Regions from separate parts of the Mus musculus genome. Here region 2 is linked to region 1. A link is a contact called in public HiChIP or PLAC-seq data. All regions are on one chromosome and are shown on one strand. Each heading gives the region's core, a stretch centred on a gene start, on an enhancer-like site or on the middle of the called end of the contact. The rest is flanking DNA. Distances are from core to core; before and after follow the strand shown. Region 1 overlaps Rab2a (RAB2A, member RAS oncogene family). Region 2 has its middle 20 kb from the start of Gm34428.

What was found. HiChIP or PLAC-seq counts read pairs in DNA pulled down with a chosen protein or histone mark.
Region 2: an H3K4me3 HiChIP or PLAC-seq map of embryonic basal ganglia shows a contact between it and region 1, with 4 times the contacts expected there. The contact joins two enhancer-like sites. A contact is called at or near these places in 4 of 115 datasets of contacts at active chromatin or transcription factors (astrocytes, embryonic basal ganglia, embryonic forebrain and 1 more) and 1 of 9 other capture datasets (embryonic stem cells).

The regions. Positions count from the first base shown.
Region 1 is chr4:8,575,018-8,579,485 of GRCm38.p6, forward strand. Rab2a (RAB2A, member RAS oncogene family) reads left to right here. Exons shown (of 8, transcript NM_021518.3): 4 at 2,938-3,020; 5 at 3,454-3,546. Among named protein-coding and RNA genes, the nearest start is that of Rab2a, 42 kb to the left of the region's middle. Within about 2 kb of position 2,589, at least 29 of the 459 cell types and tissues checked have an H3K27ac peak or open chromatin away from gene starts, as enhancers often do. A contact at or near this core is called in embryonic basal ganglia, where this site is marked.
Region 2 is chr4:9,026,452-9,030,748 of GRCm38.p6, forward strand. No RefSeq gene overlaps it. Among named protein-coding and RNA genes, the nearest start is that of Gm34428, 20 kb to the left of the region's middle. Within about 2 kb of position 2,295, at least 158 of the 459 cell types and tissues checked have an H3K27ac peak or open chromatin away from gene starts, as enhancers often do. A contact at or near this core is called in embryonic basal ganglia, where this site is marked.

The sequences.
Region 1 (4,468 bases), core at 1,339-3,838:
TTCTGAGGCAACATGACTTCAAATCAAAACTACGTGGAAAGCCTGGACACGGTGGCACATGCCCCTAGTCCTTGCACTTGGGAGGGTGGAAGCAGGAAGATCAGGAATAGAAGATCATCCTCAACTCTATATGAATTAGAGGCCAGTGTAGACTACATTAGACTTTGTCTCAGAGAAACTAATGGAAAGGGGGAAAAACCTACATGGAAGGGCTTGAAGGTATGTATCTCATAGATCAAGGTCTTGATTTAAACCTATGATCTCCAGTTTTCTTAGTTAGGATTTCATTGCTGTGAAGAGACATGACCAAGGCAACTTGTATAAAGGCAAATATTTAATTGGGGCCGGCTTTCAGTTTTAGAGGTTTGGTCCATTATCATCATGGTGCGAAGCATGGTAAGCATGCAGGCAGAGATAGTGCTGGAGGAGCCAAGAGTTCTACATCTTGATCTGCAGGCAGCAAAAAGGGACTGTCCTCCACCTGTAGCCCAGAGAGGCTCTTTTCTGCACTGGGCGGGGCTTGAGCACTCAAGGCCCACCTACACAGCGACCGACTTCCTCCAACAAGGCTACACCTCCTAATGGTGCCACTTCCCATTGGCCAAGCATATTCAAACCACCACACCAACCAAAGGGAATTATTTTCTGCTGCATTAAAAGCATGACATAAAGTGGTTTGCTTTCTTACCTGATGGCCTTACGGAACACACATGATTAGGCAGCATTTATTGTGATCCAGACTACTTGCTGTGTTTCCTAAGCATGCCTTCATACCTTAAAGAAGAAAGGAAAACAATGATAGCATGCAGAGAGCTGAGACGGGAAGATGAGGAGTGCAAGGCCAGCTGGGCTAGGAGAGACTCATAATCAAAAGGAATTGTTCCCATACCCCATGTGTTAGTCACCATGTGTTAGGATGTCATTTACACATTTCCACTCCTCCCAAATGTTTAAAATAACTTTTTCTTACAAAATTTTCATATCTACCTTGTTTTCGTTTTACTTTCTTTGTTAATTTTGTTCTTGTCTGCATAGCTAGAGTTTTATTGTTAGGTGAATGGCTAACCATCAGAAATAAGTATTATTGTGATACTGCCTCTCACAAACTAGTTTTGAATGGAAAGCTCTTTGGGAACAATCAAGATAACATATTAAAGTGCCTTCTATAAACTCACTTAGGTTAGCCCTGCTGGGACTAAAGAGGAAGTGCATTTGAGCATTGTATTCATTTCATTTAATCAATAGTGTTAAGACAAAAACCACATGGAAGTGCTTTTAGATGTGTGAGGAGAGAAGGATGAATGTGCAGTGTAGTAGCCAAAGGCCTCCACTTTCTGAAACCCTGGGGGATTTGAACTGATCCTCTAAGGAATAGAAAGTGGATAGATAGGTAGAGGGATAAGAATAGGCTTTTAGGACGGAAATAAGAGAAACGTTAGAGATATTTAGAATATTGGTGATACCAGAAGGAAAAAAAATCACTGTATAAGCCTGTGTGTGTGTGTGTGTGTGTGTGTGTTGCTTGTTGTTGTGTTTGAGACCCAGTCTGTTGTAACCCAGGCTAATCTAGAACTCACTTTACGTCCTAGGCTAGCCTAAGCCCGACAGCCATCCCCCTACCTCAGCCCTTCTAAGTAGTAGCATGGCGGGCGTGAGCTGTGGCTGTCATACCTTCTAGGGTTTTTTTGTTTGTTTAACTTCAAACTATGTGAAAGGAACTGGTTGATCTTTGCTTGTTTTTCCATGCAATGGCTTTTGTGCTTTCATTTAAGTATTAGAACTGGTTCGTGGGAGAGGGCTTGTTCACTTGAGTCTGGAAGTTATTGTCGTTGAGTGGGTCCACTTGTGTGCAGAGGTACACTGACCATCTTATGCATGTGGCTAAGGTACTTGATGATACAGTTTCTTTCAGCATGCTTTCTCTGAGTGCCATATGAGTACCAGTCCCAGATCTGAGAGTGAGTGACATTCAAGGCAGGGAATAGTCTTGAAGGGTCAACAAAAGAAGATATTAAAACAAATCAGAGCATGATAGAAAGATTTTATATTTGCATCAGAAATTCAAGACTCAGAGCATAAAAATCTAAATATCTTTCATGTTCATATATTTTAAGTACAAAAGTTATTTCTATAGTTATAGCCTTCCTCAGCCTTGCTTAGCAGAATGTTAATACTATGAGATAGAAAATGTTTTGAACTGGACTTAATCTCTGGTGCCTGTTTCACAGGATATAAAGATGATATTTACATCCAGTTGCCTTTTGACAAGTTTTATATATCAGATGCAGAGGAAATTGATTGTGTGAAGAAAAATTATATAAATCCAATTCAGAGCCTTTTTCTGGTTTTCATAATAAAATGATTGCTCAAAGAATTCCATCTTGTGGCTGTTGAAAGCCCACTGCAGTTTATGGTATAACTGATAAAATCTGCATCCTTGGCCTTCTGACAACCTTTCCACCAGCAGATGGTGGGCGTAAAGATGTCATTCATCATTTATTTACAATGGGCTTTATTTATTCTAGTGTCAACAGCTGCCCCGGGGAGTGGGTTATTGAATTCAAATGTGAGGCTCTGGGTTATTTGCTTCCTTTCAAATTTGTCTTCAGGGCTTAGTTGCTAGGAGTCCATTCTCTGCTCTAATAACGATTCATGTATTGTGAAGCCATTCAGTAAATTGGGTTGTCAGGGATTGCCAAAAAGGGTTAGGGGTCTTGTTTGGGAGTGGTAGGGAAGGGGGACTGCTGCCTGTGCATCCTGGTGACTGGAGCAGTAGTGCTGTTAAATGATGGTTTTCCTAAGGCTAGTGACTGTTTTCTCCTTTGTTTATGACTGCCTTTCCCTTATGTTCAGTATGTAATATATTAACATGGAGTATGGAAATGTACAAAGGATATCACTTTAAAAGAAACTTTTCAACCTTTTGTTTCTTCACAGGCAGGGCAGGAGTCCTTTCGTTCTATCACACGGTCATATTACAGAGGTGCAGCGGGGGCTTTACTAGTGTATGATATTACAAGGTGAGTACATGTGAGCTTTTCAGCTCAGTACCAGGAGACTAGTTCTAAATAAGTGTGGATACTAACAATAACACTATAAAAAACCCTTTATGCTTTAGCTACTCACCTTTAAAACTGGGTCTTGAATCAAATTTAAATGTATTCTCAAAATCTGCAGCTCAGTTCTTTTTTATTTAAATAAGTGCCCTGGATTGACCAATTTGGTGCTATTATATAGTCATTGAAATTTTCTAAACTGTGCTAACAGTTGTGTTTATTCTAACTGAAATGTAATCAGTGAGCTCTAAACCCAAATACCTTGCTTTAAATATGGTTCTCATAGTATGAGTGGCTATGGCTAACATGTTTAATTTTGGGGGAAAATAGGCTGCTTACTGGGTTCTATGGAGAGAATTGTTGAAAACTGTAATCACACACCACCATTTATGCTTAGGAGAGACACGTTCAACCACTTGACAACCTGGTTAGAAGATGCCCGTCAGCATTCCAATTCCAACATGGTCATCATGCTTATTGGAAATAAAAGGTAAAAGAAGTTAACTTAGAACTTAACTTGCATTAATATAAGTGAGCAATGTCGCTACTGACTTAAGTTTAAAGTTTTATTTAAATCCTGAGTCTTTATCTTTAGCTCTTACCGTTATTGGTGTTTTGTTCCTTGGTTTTTGTTACCCTCTGGTTCTTAGGAGAGTGGTGGCTGTGTGTTGCCTGGTAGACAATTCCAGGATCTTTCTAGGTGTGACCACTGTAGGCTCCAGGTGGAATGTGTTTCTAGGTATTGGGGACTGGCACTTAGGAATGAGGATGGGCTAGTGGAGGGCTGAGGGAGTCCACAGGAGGGAGGGAAACCGTGTTCTGCCAGGATTTGTTTAGTTCCTTAGGAATGGGAGCAGAGAGTGAGGGGATGCCACATCAGGTGGACTGCTAAGGAGCAGGATTGGATTTTGAGGAATTGAGGGAGAGGTGAAGATTTGCAGTTAGCCTATCTGCCTCTCATGCTGGAATGAACTTTGAGTTCCTAGGGAGTACCTCCTGGAGTTGGAGGCTGGCATAAAGCAATGAGGGAAGAGAGAGAAGTTTGCAGGAGACGTTCTGTGTGATCCTCTGGGAAAGGGGGCAGAGATTGAGGAGAGGCTGAAGCAGGTGGTCTGCTGCAGAGGTCTGGATGTGACTCAAATTAGATGTAGAGGAGCTGAGGGAAAGGGCAAGATCTGCAGTAGTAGCTTACCTGCTTCCCTAGCTGGCCTGGCCTGTGAGTTCCCAGGAAGTGCCTGCTAGAGCTGGGAGCTGGGATAAATGAAGAGCGGGGGAAGGTCTAGGTGATAGAGGTGGTCTGCTGCAGAACTAAGGATGAGACTGGACGATTGGATTTGCAGGGAGGAGGGAAAGAGGGAGAGTCTGGGTTTAGCCTACCTGCTTTCCTGGCTGGAGTGGCCACCAAATAGTAA
Region 2 (4,297 bases), core at 1,045-3,544, 450 kb after region 1:
ATACTATCAAAGTACCTGAGCAACCCAACTTCCTACTACCGGTTTCGAGATGAGATATTCACACAAAGAGGGGAATTCTGTTTTCCCAGAAGGGCTCTTGTCAGAACTCAGGTTCCAAAGAACCGTGGATTAGGCATGGAAGTTTCCGTGGACCACTTTTGGTTTGGGGGTTGGTGTGGCCGCAAATGCCAGGCTGTTTCCCAGCATCTCCCCCCACTACAAAGCCTAGTTTCTTCCCCTTGGGTTCCTAATGTACTTTTGTTATTTATATCTTTAATTGGGTGAGAGTACCCAGAATTGTAAAAAAAAAAAAAAATCTGAATAAGTAAATAAATTTAAAAATTAAAAAACTCCTAGTTGGTGATGTCTGACTTCCTGTGTTCATGTTGTTGCGCTCTTGTTGCTGTGGGTTTTTGTTTTGCTTCTCGAATGTTGTTGTTTTCCAGGAAAGCTGTCGTTTATCGTGAGAACAGGAGCAGCCATGTGTTGATTTTTCTGGATTCCTTTTGGCTACTGTCCCAGTGCTAATGAAGGCCCTTCCAAAGTGCTAACGAGCTGGTGCCAAAATCAGTTATGCCGAAAACAATGGAGAAGCGTAGTGTGCAGACAGCATGTATACCCCCATATGCACACACGTGTGCATGTGCTCGCGCGCGCACACACACAGATTTAAGATAATATATTCGTGTGCAACTTCCTGTTTGTGCAAATTAGACATAGCTGTTCGTGCAAATATGGCGTGCACGTTGGAACTTCACAAAGGAGAATGTGAGGGTTCCTTTAATGAAAAGACTTATATTTGGCTGCCGAAATCATTCCTTGCTCATAGGAGGAACAAAGTTTCTAGATTTTTCTGGGCACAAATTTTCTAGCTGGGAAGCTAGTTAAAATGTACATTCACGAACTTAAACAGTTTAAGGTGTAATATCAATGTGACTATAGATTTTATTTTCCTGAGAGGAAGATCCTGCTATAAGAACCACCAGGCACTGTTTAGTTTAGGTTTGGCCCCCCTGGATGATTTTAGTAAAGTCACCAGCATTGATCTTTGAGCCCTTTTAAGGTGTTATTTTGTCGCTGGGGCTCTCTCTGGCTTCCATGGCTTCTTCTTGCCTTCCTCTCAGTGTGTAATTACTCTCGCCTCAATTTGTTTACACAGCTTGGAGATGGGGACAGAGTTCTCTGGTGACCGTGCAACTGCAGCAATCACCGTAAAGAGAAGCATTTAGACGCTATAAAACCTAAACGCCCGGCATGCACCATTACATAGCAGTTACTGAAATTTAGCAAATTAAATTAAATAATTTAAATAACTTGATTTCAGGGATTTAAAAATTCATCTCTGTGGAATCCAGTAGTCAGTTTATTATTATTATTGTTGTTCATCAAGTACAATTTATGTTTTTTAATGAATCAAAATCCCTCTTCGGCCGCCCAGTCCACAGTAGCTCTCGGCACCCTCGATTGAGTCGGTATCTTCGTGCGCCATCTTCCGGCAGCGTCTAGTACCACGGCCGCGAGGTATCAGCCCAACCCTGGGCTGCGGAGTTGGGGGAGTCGCCGCGACTGCCAGGGTGGCCAAGTCTCAGTCTCTGCAAAGATTCACGGTTAGGACAATGCTCGAAGCTATTGAGTAAACTGCTCCCGTGGGCTTTGTTATTGTGGGTCACCCTGAAGCACGGGGACAGCCCGGAGAGACTCTGACTGTGGAGGCTGGAGGCTTGTTTTCTGTCAGTGGACGCCTGCTCTCATTCCCCATCAACGACTAGATGTGACTGACCTGCCATTTGTCCCACATCACCGGGAAGCCAGCCGTCCCTCCACAACCCACGGCTTTTCTCTGCTCCACCAGGGCTCCGTTCCAAGGGGCCGTTGCACGTTTAGACGCACAGCCCAGATAAAAACCTGTTTTAAATATTTTATTTCCCTTTCTGAAACAGTCAAAGCCATGTGTTGTTGGGATAATGGAGAGCTGCGCCTTGTTTTTAAGACTATTTTTACACTTATGTTCAATCTAACGATAGTTTAACAAGTAAACAACCATCAGATGATACTGATCGGGGTTGAAGGAGGGAAATCCTTTCCTAAGCAGCCCTTGGCGCCTTGGTTTGACTTATCTCGTTTCGGTTAAGTGCCACCTACGTCTTTCCCCACGTACCCTGGTTTGTAATCCAGTGCACCCACCCACGTACAATGGCTAATAATCCAGGCACCCAGGAAAGGAATCCTCTACCCTCTCGTTGGACCTCTTTCCTGGCTTCTAGGCAGAAGGCAGTGTGGGGAGCTGAGCGCCTGATTGCTTTCCCATTTAACAACTGGCTTGTCCCCTCCCCCACTACAACGCTTCAGCGGAGCAACAGATGGTGTTGGGGGCTTTTTTTTTTTCCCTGAGTTTAAGATGGTTCATTTTGTGCTTTCTCGGGAGAACGATGAAGATTAACTCCACTCCATCGTGAGCTCTTGCAAAAGAGCAAAAGAGAAGATGTGATATCTTCTAAAAAACTCCCACTTCATCTTGCCCCTGTGTGGCCAGTGCGTTCTTTGTCATCTTCAAGTGGAAGTCTCTTCTCTCTTCTTAAAATTAAATCCCTTTCCTCGTCATATCCCCCTGCTTTCTTCTTTCCTAGGCACACACTTTCCATGTCTGCACAGAAAAGAAATGTCAGGAAAAGTTGTCAGACAATTTATAATTCTGTACATGTTAAGTTACGGATCTCTGGAGATTTTGAAGGCTGTTTTATTCTTTCGAGCAAAAGACAAAACTCAGTATCGGCAACAGCAACAGGGCTGGAGAGGCTGCTTAGCAGGCAAAGGCACTTATGCCCAAGCCCAAGACCCTGCGCTTGATTCCAGAGTACCACATGGTGGAAAGAAAAAACAGACTCCCCAAAGCTGTTCTCTGACCTTCCACACCTGCACGGCAATACTCAAGCACTTCCCACACCCCCACACCACACCCCCACATCACCCCTACCCCCACACCACACCACACCCCCACATCACCCCCACCCCCACACCACACCCCCACATCACCCCCACCCCCACACCACACCACACCCCCACACCACACCCCCACACAAGAGAGGGCTTGACTCAGACTTACACATTAAATAAATAACATTTAATAGAGAACAGAAATCACACAAAGGGAAATATTTAAGAAAATCAGATTAAGGCTGAGTGTGGCGGCTTATGCCTATAAACCCAGATATTGGGAAGCTGAGGCAGGAGGTTGGCTATGAGTTTAAAGTCCACCTGAGCTATGGAATGAGACCCCTTCCTCTCTCAAGAAAGAAACAAACAAATAATACAATACAAACTGGCATGATAACACATGTCTGCAAGCAATCCTAGAATGTGGGAAGTTGGTTTTATAGTGAGTTCAGTATTCACCTGACCTACACCCTTAGGAAGAAAGCAATAATCAGACCGAGGGCTGATGGCATTCCTCTGTTGTATTACATTGAAGTAGCAACCGCAGACATAAAATGAAGAGATGGTACTAGGTAGTCTTGTTCCCAATAATACAATTATTTACTTACTTAAGAATTTTTGAGAGAGGCTCATAATATAGCCCCAAGCTGGTCTTTAACTCACCACCCTTTGGCCTTAGTCCTCAGTGCTAGTGTTAAAGGAATGTGTCATCGAGATCAGCCTCCATCCTTAAAGGTCTGAGCACCTTCCTCTAGCTGCACAATGATGTAAAAAGGCAAAACGAAACAAAAGGAAACAACACAAGAATCTGTTAGACATCAAGGCTGAACTGCTTTTCCTCCATCTGCTAACTGAAGGCCAGTCCTTCTCAGCTCCTGGTGTTGTATGTAGCCCATGTCATTTAGTGTCATTACAGTGTCATTAGAGTGGCCTTGGTTCCACACTTGCCTTGAGAGGCATGCTCCTGCCTCGCACTTGCTCAGCCCTTGGGCTAATCCGGAAGCCTCATCCTGACCCTGCGTTCCTCCACAGTCCCTCGGTGTCGTGAGCTGCTAGTTCTAATCTTATGCAGTCATTTATTTGAGTTCTTTTTCTCTACTTGAAAGAGGAGGCAAAGAAACCTAGGCATAAACGAGCCCTTTCAGACTCCCTGTTTGTCTGTCTCTTTATGGAGAAACTCAGGAACAAAGTGACTTTGTGCTTTCTGAAACCAGAACACCTTCAGGAACATGTTACAAGCTAAATGGGATCCCCTGCCTCAATTCCCATGCTGAATTCCTCCTTGGTAGCTTGGAAGGAGACCTTATCTGAGACAGGGTCTTTATAGAGACGGATAGGCTAAAATGAGGTCATCAGAGCGCAT